Regions from separate parts of the Sus scrofa genome. Here region 1 is linked to region 2. A link is a contact called in public HiChIP or PLAC-seq data. All regions are on one chromosome and are shown on one strand. Each heading gives the region's core, a stretch centred on a gene start, on an enhancer-like site or on the middle of the called end of the contact. The rest is flanking DNA. Distances are from core to core; before and after follow the strand shown. Region 1 overlaps CCDC141 (coiled-coil domain-containing protein 141). Region 2 overlaps CCDC141 (coiled-coil domain-containing protein 141).

Region 1 (6,153 bases), core at 994-3,493, 170 kb before region 2:
CCTGTTCTATTTCAGTTTATATAAGGCCTACCTCTGTGGAAAGAATAAAGTGTTCACAGTATAACTGGAAATTAAAAAAAGAAAAAAGGAGAAGGGTGAAAGGGAAGGAACAAGAGGAACTAAAAGTGCATTTTATTTCATTTTTATTTTTAGTGTGGCAAATGGGTACAACTTCAATTGGCTGAATCACAGCCCAATCTTCTAGAAATTGGACGTAATCAAGATGAAACCAAAAAACTTCTTCATGATCATGAACTTCTTTTGGCCAAACTCAAGGTAAGATGTTAAGATGTGAAGCAGATAAAAATACTTGTTTCTTATGCTTCCTTTTGATTTCTTTGATGTCACTGGCCTATGGCCATTTTAACATAGATAATGGAAAAACACTATAGTTATTTATGAGCAAACACCAGCATTGGAGAGGTGTACCGAGTTTTTTTTTTTTTTTTTTTTTTAACATTCCTCAATGTGGTAGAAAATATGGACTGATAATATTTTTGCCATAGATAAATAAGTACTTTTTTCCCCCTGGCTCCTTCAGTGAAAAAAAAGAAATTCCATCATTTTTCCATTTCATTCAACATACTGTCAAATTACAACAGTTCCAATTTTTCTATTGTTAATAATATTTTTGTTGCTAGCAAAAATAATGTAGAGGCTTTCCCTCTCTTAAGCTATTAAAAATATCTGGTTTTATATTTACTATTAAGAGTTCTGGAGTTCCCGTTATGGCACAGCAGAAACGAATCTGACTAGAACCATGAGGTTGTGGGTTCTATCCCTGGCCTTGCTCAGTGGGTTAAGGTGTGGTGTTGCCGTGAGCTGTGGTATAGGTCACAGATGTGGCTCAGATCCCGAGTTGCTGTGGCTCTGGTGTAGGCCAGCAGCTGTAGCTCTGATTAGACCCTAGCCTGGGAACTTCCATATGCCATGGTGTGGCCCTAAAAAGCAAAATAAATAAATACATAAATAAAATAGAAAAAAAAAGTATTCTTAAAACCGAAGAATACTTTTAGTAAATTCAGAGTTATAGCATATAATGCTGTAGTTATTAAGAATCTAAAAACAACTTGGCTTTGAGATTGCCAGATAAGGTATCTAATCAGGTACAGGAATGTAATTTGGGAGCCCAACACAAAGGAAAAATGTGGGGCTTCCTGTTCAAAAAGCAGGAAAAAGCTTTTTCTTGGCCCTTCACGGTGTTCTTCTTACCTCCTTCAGGCATGGGGATCTACATGGGGTGAGTGCAGCCCCTCACAGGTGCTGGGCCTCAGCCCTGGCCCAGTGCACAGGGTGTGGGCCAGGCCAGTCTTCCAAGCTGTGCCCTGACCTCTGCCAGGGCAGATGGCAGAGGTCACTGAGCAGGGACGGGGAGCAGACAGGATAGCAGAATCTCTCCTCTTTCCTCGGGAGGCAGGACCACATGCGAGATGAGGCTCCCATCTCCCAACATTTCCTCTGTTGTCCCACTGGACTTCACTTATAAAACACATTCAAAGATAAATTGTTAAGAACTTCAAGATGGTGACAGGTAAAGCACTAAACCCCAAGTGGTTTCCCCTTCTGAGAATGGAGCTATGTGCCACAGCCAATGCTGTGAGTAATAACCCTCAGAGGCAAATGAATGTCATCACTAAGATCAAAGAGGTTTGATTCAGAAGCCTGCAAAGACTAGATGTTCTGTGGCTTTAGTACTTTAATATTACTGTCATCTTTGAACATCTAGGTTGGAATTTACACTTGCTTCCTAGATTTAGAAGCAGATTCGATCTGCATCCGATGTGTCATACCAGCAGTGGCTTTCTGATTGGACAGTAATCAAAGTAAGTGGGTAAATCAGGCTGAAAAGTCAAAGAAAGAATTATAACTGAGGCCGGGGGGCTGTGAGAATCCAGAATTTATTCTCCTGTGTAGACAACTCTGTGCTCTCGGTTATCTTTCAAGGTAGAAATCCCTGGCCACCAGGAACTTCTTCATGTATCTTAAAAAAAAAAAAAACATGATGATGTGAGCAGTCATAGAACCAGGAATCAAAATATCTCTATTTCAGCACTAATTATGCCACTAACTCGTAATTTGGCTAACAACTCAATGTCTTAGCGCTACAGAAAAAGCTCAATTTTAGCACTTGTGGAAACCCAGTGCTTTCTCACAATCCTGCCTGTCACCAGAGGTTTACTTTCTCAGCCCTTCCAATATGCACTTGTCAACTGTTTCTGAAGTTAACCTGGATTTGAAACTTCATCCCTTCCCCAGGTCCCACTAACAGCTGGCAACACATTCAGGGCCACTGGTGAACTATGGTTGATGGGAAATGCATAGCAGTCTGGGTCTCAAAGGCAACCTCTTTCTCCCTGAACCTATTCCTGTCCAGCCCCACAACTCTGGGGAGAATTCTTTATGTAGCAGAGCAGTTGATCTGCTCTTAACAAGTATGCGCTATTTGCACACCTAAAATCCTACACGTGCTCAGCTGCAAAAGCGCTTTATGTTTTACAGGCTCCAGCTTCAGAAGTTGCTTGTGCTTCTCAGTTGTAAGGTCTTGTCCTTTTATGCCAGTCTTCCTGCTATGGGCTAGCCTCCTAGGCCTTTTATTTATAAAAATGGGAAAATATGAATCAAAGGTTCCTTTCTATAGTGGATCTTGCCATAATGGGCAATGGAATCTTGGGACCATTCTCCCTCTCTGCATGTGGGTCTGAGAATGTGAAGTTACAAGTAAAAAGGACTTTGGCTTTCACATAGGCCTCCAGGCAGGACCTCTTTATGTCCATCTCCTGTATCTTCCTTCACCACCCATCCTACCAAACCAGCCACCGACCCTCAAGAGATTTTAAGTAGTAGCTTCATCTTCCAATACTATTGGCTTAAAAATCAAGGAGTCTGAAGTCAGTTTCAGATTTTCTGTCAGGAGACTTTTTTAAATGAGAAAAATGTGAATTCTGTATTGCAGATCACTAATTTATCAGTTTACTAGTTATTATGCTGTTGGGGTAAATACACTCTTAACTGTAGCAGAAAGTTGTTGTGCCAAGTTAGTTTTAATATGAGCTTTTTGAATGATAGGGACATTAGTAGTTCAATAAGCCAATAATGTTTAATATTTAATATTCATTCCAGTTCTTTTCCTAGGCACAGGGCCCTGGGATTTGTTCTAATTATAAAATGGAATGTACTCTTACAAGTGTTGGGAGGCTGTAGGAATACTCTGCTGAGTCTACTCTGCTTTAGACAAAGCATTTTAGCCTCTCTGGTCTCAGGTTCTTTGTGTGAAAAATTATGATAATAACAGAGACCCTTAAATACCTAAAAAGGAAATCTTGGGGAGGAACACAATGATTTATGGAAGTGCCTGCTGCCTTTAAAAGAAAAAGTGGTGTAACTGTTCCATTAAGAATTAATATATCAGAGAAATTTGGATGTTTAATTTGATAGAAAAGCTGTTTTCTGCCTTCCATTGAAAATTATCTCAAACCCTAATAATTTAGACTGAAGGGAAAATTCTGAAAACAGAATTTTTATGAGTGTTTCTAATGTTGGTAATGTCTATACCCCAGAGATCTTATTTTCCTTTCAGCAATGTACTCAACTATTCCAGTGGAACGTCCAGAGAAAAAAATATTTCCCTGTTTTCAGTGGGGAAAACATTATCATGTGGAAAAGCATTCATTCCCTGAAAGCATCTAGATTCCCAAATCATACTTGATTCTTTCTTTCTTTTTAGGGCCACAGCCATGGCATATGGAAGTTCCCTAACTAGGGGTCGAATTGGAATTGGAACTTTAGCCACTGGCCTATGCCACAGCCACAGCAACAAGGGATCTGAGCCACATCTGTGACCTACATCACAGCTCACAACAATGCCAGATCCCCGACCCCCTGAGCAAGGCCAGGGATCAAACCCAGATCCTCATGGATACTAGTCAGATTCGTTTCTGCTGTGCTGCAATGGAAACTCCCATACTTGATTATTTTTCATGAGAAAAAAAAAATTCAAGAAAGGGGATAGGGAGATGTAAGCAGGTAAAGAAGCACTGTCTGTGCCACTGTCAGTACTGTGTCCTCAGGTGGTTCAGGAAAAGAGGAGCTGGAAATTCCGTAGAGATGTTGCTGAGGGCATTCGTCCCCTCAGCATCTGTCTTCCAAGCAACTACATTGCTATTGTCCAAAAGAATTAGGACTGTAAGAACCAAGAAAATCTCTAGACCGTGGTTCCTATATTTGTAAGTAAATGATATTAGCCTTCAGTGAAGAATGGCACTCTAGAGTATAAAATACTAAAAAATGTCATCTCTGATTTACTCATAAATCTATTGGCTCCCTGATTCTGACTAAATTTCTGACTCAGTGAATGTTTATTTCTGTCCTGTTTCTGTTTACTTAAAAATGAATAGAATATATTATTAGTAAAGTTTAAAGTCTTACTAAAATGTATTCTTTAAAGAAGGAATAGTGGGATTTTCTGTGAGCAGAAGTACTTACTATGAATGCATTATGTAAAAATTTTTATTATGGTAAAATATATATTATAAATTTGCAATTTCAACCAATTTTTTTGTCTGTTTTTGTCTATTTTAGGGCCATAACCGCAGCATATGAAGGTTCCCAGGCTAGGGGTCTAATTGGAGCTGGTGCTGCCAGCCTATGCCAGAGCCACAGCAATGCCAGATTCAAGCCTCGTCTTCGACCTTCACCACAGCTCACACCAATGCTGGATCTTTAACCCACTGAGTGAGGCCAGGGATCGAACCCACAACCTCATGGTTCCTATTTGGATTCATTTCCACTGAGCCACGACAGGAACTCCTCAACCATTTTTAAATGTACAATTCAGCGGCATTAATTTCATTCACAGTGTTGTTCAACCATCACAAGTATCAATTTCCCCAAATTTTTCAACACTCCAAATAGGAACTCTGTATCTATTAAGCAATGACTCCCACTCTCCCTTTTCTGATACTGCTAATCTACTTTCCACCCTTATGAATTCATGTAAATGGAATTATATAATATTTGTCCTTGTGTTGTCTGGCTTATTTCACTCAGCATGCTGTTTTCAACATTCATCTATGTTGTCACCGGTATTAGAACTTCATTCCTTCTTATGAATGAATAATACTGAAATACATAGATATGCCACATTGCACATTTGTCCATGGACAATAGGGTTTTCAGCTATTTTCAGCTATTGTGAATAATGCTACAGTGAACACTGGTTTACACATATCTGTTAGAATACATGTTTTCAGTTATTTTGGGTGTATATCTAGGAGTGGACTTGCCAGGTCATAGGGCATTTTTTCTTCTTTTTCTTTTCCCCTTTTTTTTTTTTTTTTTTTTTTTTTTTTTTTTTTAGGGCCGCACCTGTGGTATATGGAGGTTCCCAGGCTAGAGGTCAAATTGGAGCTATAGTTGCTGGCCACAGCCACAGGAATGCAGGATCTGAGCCGCATCTTCCACCTACATCGCAGCTCACGGCAACACCTGATCCTTAACGCACTAAGTGAGATCAAACCTGCAACTTCATTGTTCCTAATCAGATTTGTTTCCGCTGTGCCATGAAGGGAACTCCCATAGGGCATTTTTCTTCTAACTCTTTAAGGAAACACCAAAATGTTTTTCATAGTAGCTGTACCATATTACATTCCCACCAACAACACACAAGTGTTCCAATTTCTCCATATCTTTGCTAAACATGTTATTTTTTCTCTCTCTCTCACTCTGTGTGTGCTTGTGTGTGTGTGTGCGTTGTGTTTAATGATAGCTATTCTATTATATGTGAAGTGGTGTCTCGTGGTGTTGATTTGTAGTTCTCTAATAACTAATGAAGTTTAAAATCTTTTCTTATACCTACTGGACAATTGTCTATCTTCTTTGGAGAAATTTCTATTCAAGTGTTCTGCTCATTTTTTGTCCTTTTTTGGCAGCCCCACAGGCATATAGAGTTCCCTGGCTAGAGATCAGATCTGAGCCGCAGTTGCGACCAACTCTGCAGGAGCTGCTATGTGGGATCCTTTAACCTACTGTGCCAGGCTAGGGATTGAACCCATCCTGCAGCTGCAGAGATGCCATTGATCCCATTGTCTTGGAGTTCCCATTGTGGCTCAGCAGGTTAAGAACCCGACTAGTGTCCTTGAGGATGAATGTTCGATC
Region 2 (6,445 bases), core at 2,608-5,107:
AGAGCCAGAGTCTATGTTGTAATATTTGACACCTAGACATTTTTATTATTATTGTCATTATTAGTATTTGGTACATGTGCTTAAAAATTAAAATTAAAAGAAATTTGTTATACTATTTTTTTGTATAAAAAAATAAAGTCTTGGAGTTCCTGTCATGGCACAGTAGAAACGAATCCAACTAGGAACCATGAGGTTGCGGGTTCGATCCCTGGCCTCGCTCAGTGGGTTAAGGACCCAGCATTGTCATGAGCTGTGGTGTAGGTTGCAGACATGGTTCAGATCTGGCATTGCTGTGGCTGTGGCATAGGCTGGCAGCTACAGCTCCGATTAGACCCCTAGCCTGGGAACCTCCTTATGCCACAGGTGCAGTCCTAAAAGGACAAAAGACAAAAAAAAAATGAATTAAAAATAAAAAAATAAAGTCAAATATCCCACCAGGGAACTAGACCAAGCACAGCATTTGACTTTTTAAGTTGATTTTAAAACATACTGTTTTACTTCCAATGTGCTTCAAGTGCTTCTTGGGACTTCACTGATTCTGATTTAAAACTGATTTTGGAGGATTTTCATTTTTCAGATGAGAAAATTGAAGAGTACACATTTTTCACTTGAGCATATGCTGCAGGACTGCAGAGTTTCTGCTCATAGTGTTTCTGGCTTTGGGCCAGAAGCTCATTTATTGGGCACCAACATTTATTGGGCACCAACTTGTCACCTGCTAAACACAAAATTCATCATTCAGTTACTGCCTGAGTCTGTTCAACTATTGCATGGTCTGATGTTAAATGTATCCTTTAACTATGTTTTCTTCTTCTATCTTTGTTTTCTAGTATATTTTTTTGCAAACTGTTCTTATGATCTGGTATAGTACCACAGTTCACCTGGTTATTTCAACCAGACTACTTTTTGAAGATGCCATAATTTACATGGTTTTAACAGCACTAAAGGCCCTTAGAAAAGAACTCAATACCTCAAGGCAAAATAAAGTGAGGTGTTCTATGTGTAATTTTTTTTAATGCAATATGATATTCCTTAAAGACAAAGAACCATGTGTTTTGTGGGGTTTTTTTGCCTTGATTGTCTTTGGGTAAAATATTATTTATGTCTAATTTGTATAGTATAGAAGACATAGTTAATTGTAAAACCTCATTTTCTCCACGTCTTCTTGAAAACAGACTTAAGATAGCCAGATTTTGTGGAGTTTTTTCTACACGTTTCACACAAAGGTACATTTTTATGCATGAAGATTGACTCTCGCTATACATTTGCTGGCCTGGCCATACAAATAATTTGTTAATACAGAAAGCACTATAGACATTCTCTGCCATTTAACATGACCGAACTTCATCAGTTACTTATTCTTTACACGTCTTCTTTAGAAATGTAATAACTTAATATCGAGCATGTTTTATTCTTGCAAACTGACTGAAAAAAAATCACCTTTACATTTACATGATGTTAATGGAAATTTGTCACTGGAGTCTCATTATGGGTCACAAACAATTACTTTGCTGAAAAGAATAGCAATGACGGAATTGGGTTGGCATTCATTTTCTCAAATAAATTTTGCAAATGGAAGCTTTTGTATAATTATATTACTTCAGCCTGAGATTTTGACACTGTAGCAACCTCTTACCCATCAGGAAGGGAACAGAAATGGACAATATATATATGCCTGTAGGTATATGTTCTACATATGCCAGAGTCTTTTGTTCCAGTCACACAGATTCTTTTGTCAGGTTGGATAGGTCAGTCACCTAAGGTCCAGGGAGATGAGGCATATTAGCAGCAGTAAATTAGGATATGGGAATGGTATGGCTATAGACACATACACAACTGATAGCATTAAACCTTCTCATATTGTATAGTGCTTTGCTGTTGACAAAATGACTATGGACAGCCACTGGCTGGCAGGAAAAGAAGCAGAAAAAGACGGTGTAGATGGGCAAAACACCTGATGGAGCAGCACTGTGGTATAGTGTAGATAGTTATTATTTTCCAGATTGATGATCTTAATTCATTATTTTAAGAAAAAAATTAATTATCATTGTTCAACAAATATCATTATATGGCTACTGTGTGCCAGACCATAAGAACACAAAAGTCCTTAGGAAACTAAGAATCTAGGGCAACTTAAAGCCCAGGGGACTTCACAGTCACAGCCACTCATTTCTAGGCCCCTCTGTGAGTCTGGACAATATACATAAGAGGATAGGAGCGATTACAGTTTTTTATGAAAATGCCCATCCTGTAGGGTTAAAATCTGTTACAAGTTTGGTGTTTAACATCTACAAAACCACCATTCCTATAGAGGGCTGAATTTTTTTTTTCACTTTTTAAAATGTGACTGAAGTACAGTTGATTGATAAGGTTGTGATCATTTCTGCTGAGAGCTGAGGTTTAAAATCATGGTTAACTTTTCCAGAAAATAAAATGTAAATAAACTGTGAACACACAGAACTTTCAGAAGGGATAAAATAACTGTTACTGAGAAATACTGCCACCTGCAATTTCAAATGGAGCCATTGTCTTCTCCGTCTGAGCTGCCCCACTTCCTGCTTCTACAAGGCTAGTCCTAAGCACAGGAAGACAGCCATGTGGTTGCTGAATGGACAGAGGCCAAGAAAGTCTTGTCCTAAAATTTCTCCAGCACTAAAGCTGAATATTCTATTATTAATTATTATAGCAAGTCATTCAGGTTAAATTATGACTTTCAGTCCCTTCATTTCAAATACAAGCATGCCTGGGAAGTGATAACTGCAGCTTTTGCTCTGTAAAAATGAGCATCGGAAAGCTTTTTATCTGGAGCAGGCAAAATGGTGGGCAAGATATAGACATTAAGAAAAATGGACTGCTTGTTTTGTATTTTTGCTTCTGACCAATTACGCACCATAGTTATGGTGAAAGGCTTTTGTTTTAAATACATGTTCTTAGCTGTAAAATGTCCTATGTCCCTCACATAAATTGGCTTTGCCAGCAACAGACTCACAAATAATACATTCTTGCGCCAAAGTTGCCTCAACCAGCTTCGTCAAGAATAAAAATAGCAAGCCTGTCTCATTGTCAACCATCTTATTCCCTTTTGCTTCTTCTCTAAGAAGTTTTGTTTATTCCTGAACCAAGAGAGGCTTAGTTCTCCCTAGGAAATTTGAGAAAGATGCTTATTCTGCTATAGGTTCAGAAGTTTCAGAAGAACTACAGTTTTAAGGTCTTAATGACTTTTTTCTAATTATAGCTCTATTAAATTAGTCTGCTTATTCCACAGCAAATAAGGAGGAGCTGAACAAGTGGAAAGATAGGAAAATCACACTATTCTTTTGAGAAAATACCTTTCTCTTGATTTTCTGAAGATTTTCAGAAATTTTCTTAATATGAATTATAACACCATTTAAAGATTTTGAATACAGTACACTTTCTCTTGCCCACGGCTTTGGGTGTTTTTTCCTGCTTCTGAGCTCCAGTTGAGCAGTTGCCCTAGCCATCTCCACCATTCCCCATTGTTGACAAGCTAACTAAAGTTAGAAACAGCTGCGTGAACAACGATACCATAGCCGAGCAATCACAGTGCTCAGTTCCTTTAAAAATATGATCACAAGTTATGTGGGGATTAGATGGGAAGTTAAGTTTTCATATTGGAATGTGTAGGTAAGAAAATTAAGCAAGGCTAGATTTTTCTGAAAATCTGATTGCTGAAGATAGTTCATGCATTCTGCCTTCCACCTTGTATTTGCAATAATTCTGAATTTGAGCTGGGAAAGGTACAGGATTTTAAAGTGAGTTTCCAGTGGGACCAAAAGAGAAAAGTGCCAGCAACTTTGTCAAAAGAGCTCGTGTGTCAGAAAGAAACTGATCCCATTTCACATACCCATAACGGCATGAACATTCTTTGGCCTTATAAATCATCTTCAGTGGAGGTGCATACATTCTGAAGCAAACAGAAATAAAATTGCACTCATTTATCAGTCTTAAATTTCTTAATCCAAAGTAGACGTAAAGTGTCATGGCTTAGAATTAAAGTGTTAAAGCTTAGCCTTCTGTCATTCATCACATAGTTTTCAAATAGATGTTGATCTTTCCTGTTTAAACAGGTAGATGTAACCCAGTGATTATCAGGTTTATGACAGAGCCCCTCTTCCATTCTTTATTTTTTTTAATTTAATTTAATTTAAATTTAATTATTACTCAATGAATTTATCAAATCTGTAGTTGTATAATGATCATCACAATCCAATTTCACAGGATTTCCATCCCACCACCCAAGCACATCCCCCTACCCCCCAAACTGTCTCCTCTGGAGAACAAAAGCTTTTCAATGTCTGTGAGTCAGCATCTGTTCTGCAAAGAAGTTCAGTCGGCCAGACACTGTAAAACTCTTAGAGGAAAACATAGGCCAAACACTCTCTGACATAAACAACAGCCACATCTTCTCAGATCCACCTCTTAGAGTATTGACAATAAAAACAAAAATAAACAAATGGGACCTAATCAAACTTAAAAGTTTCTGCACAGCAAAGGAAACCCTAAACAAATGAAAAGACAACCCACAGAATGGGAGAAAATCTTTGTAAATGAATCAACTGACAAGGGATTAATCTCCAAAATTTATAAACATCTTCTGCAGCTCCATACCAAAAAAACAACCCCATCCAAAAATGGGCAGAAGATCTAAACAGACAGTTCTCCAAAGAAGACATACATATGGCCAAAAAAACACATGAAAAGATGTTCAACATCACTCATTATTAGAGAAATGCAAATCTTCTATTCTTTAAACTGAAGTTTATAAATCAGGGTCCAATAAGGGAAAAAAGAATACAAAGTTTTATTTCACAGTGGATACATGTTAGTGACAGGACATATTTTTTTTCTTTCATTTTATTATTTTATTTTTATTTGTATTAAAAATAAAAATTGTATTTTTAACTATACTAAAATGCACATAACATAAAGTTTACCATCTTAACCATTTTAAGGGAATGATTAAGTGATACATTTGCATTTTTGTACAACCACCACCACTATTCATTTCCAGAACTTTTTCATCGCCCCAAAGAGGGACTCTGTGCTCATTAAACAATAACTATGTTGAGGACATGTTTTTAATGCAAGAATCTCTGGTTTCCTCAGATGTAGTAGTTATTACACCTATAGTCAGATTATGACTTCAGGAAAAAAGAAGTTCCTGCCAAACATTTACGTGATTAACTAAGGATATAGTCCCTTTATATCTTAATCCTATAAAATTGACCTCATTTTTCCTTTCCCACTAATATCAAATACATGTATATTAAAACATAATCTGTCAAAAATACTGTTTATTTCATAAATATACCAACCGAATAATACTTTTAAATATTTTCCTGAGTCCTAATAGAGAAATCATTTCCAAACTTTGAAGTTTCTACTTTAGAATATTGCTAAATTGATTTGTCAATTTAAATGTTTTATGTGGTCTCTTTGCTTGTAATTTAAAACTCATGTTCAACAATTTCATTTACCATATAAAATAAACAACACTGATTAAGTATTGTTGTGGCAGGTGCAAAAATTACATCAGTTTAATTTCCATGTATGCAATTAGGCTGGGGCTTCATAGATCGTTGTCTTTGGGAAGCGTTAAAGATAAGGTCAAGGTTTTGTTTTAACAATATGTAGATTTTGAAATAAGCATTTTGAAAAAGCAAGCATTTTCTAGGGCAGATATATTTGTCTGCATTATTAGTCTAAAATCCAGCATGTGAATAGCCTTTATTCCCTCCCAAATAATTTATTTGCTGTCATTGAAAGGAATTTTAATGTTTTTCTGACTCTCCTTGTCATAGCTCAAATTTATCAACCATGACATTGTTCATTCTTGGCTGTTAAATGCTTCTATACAATCTGAGAATGTTTATGTTTTCTTTGTACTCCTCTTTGCTGATAACATAAAGAGTGAGTTGCCTATCAATTTGTTTATCCTTCTTGAATATGGAGAAGGGCACAGAAAGTGGTATGGTTAATGGAACTAGACGGCTTAGAATTTTGGTTCACTGAGAAAGCTGAACTGTTTGTTTTTAAGACAGTCATACTCTATGCCCTGTTTTTGGTGTAAAGCCATATACTCTGTTTACACATAAGTTAGCATTGCCAGCAGGGGAAACAACTGTCACTTTACGTGCCATTTTTAAAGGTCCTCTGATGTTAATGACTTTTTAAAAAAGTTTTCTTGTAGTTAATTTACAAGGTTGTGATAATTTCTGCTGTACAACAAAGTGACCCAGCCATACATATACACATATCCATTCTTTCTCAAATTCTTTTGGCTCATATCTAAAAAGTAGATCTCCTCTGGAAACTGCCAATGAAAAATAATTTTTAACTGGATTTAGGCAAATAAAGTCCTATTCCTACTGGCTCTCTTATTGGGTCTCCTTTTCAACCCCACCAATGTCCTTGTTGGTCTAAA

Evidence for each region. HiChIP or PLAC-seq counts read pairs in DNA pulled down with a chosen protein or histone mark.
Region 1: a contact with region 2 is called in an H3K27ac HiChIP or PLAC-seq map of skeletal muscle. The contact joins two enhancer-like sites. A contact is called at or near these places in 1 of 47 Hi-C or Micro-C datasets (embryonic fibroblasts) and 1 of 2 datasets of contacts at active chromatin or transcription factors (skeletal muscle).

What each region holds. Positions count from the first base shown.
Region 1 is chr15:84,725,156-84,731,308 of Sscrofa11.1, reverse strand. CCDC141 (coiled-coil domain-containing protein 141) reads left to right here. Exons shown (of 28, transcript XM_021075317.1): 5 at 154-276. Among named protein-coding and RNA genes, the nearest start is that of CCDC141, 17 kb to the left of the region's middle. Within about 2 kb of position 2,243, at least 6 of the 83 cell types and tissues checked have an H3K27ac peak or open chromatin away from gene starts, as enhancers often do. A contact at or near this core is called in skeletal muscle, where this site is marked.
Region 2 is chr15:84,559,738-84,566,182 of Sscrofa11.1, reverse strand. All of the region lies in intron 20 of CCDC141 (coiled-coil domain-containing protein 141), which reads left to right. Among named protein-coding and RNA genes, the nearest start is that of TTN, 62 kb to the right of the region's middle. Within about 2 kb of position 3,857, at least 3 of the 83 cell types and tissues checked have an H3K27ac peak or open chromatin away from gene starts, as enhancers often do. A contact at or near this core is called in skeletal muscle, where this site is marked.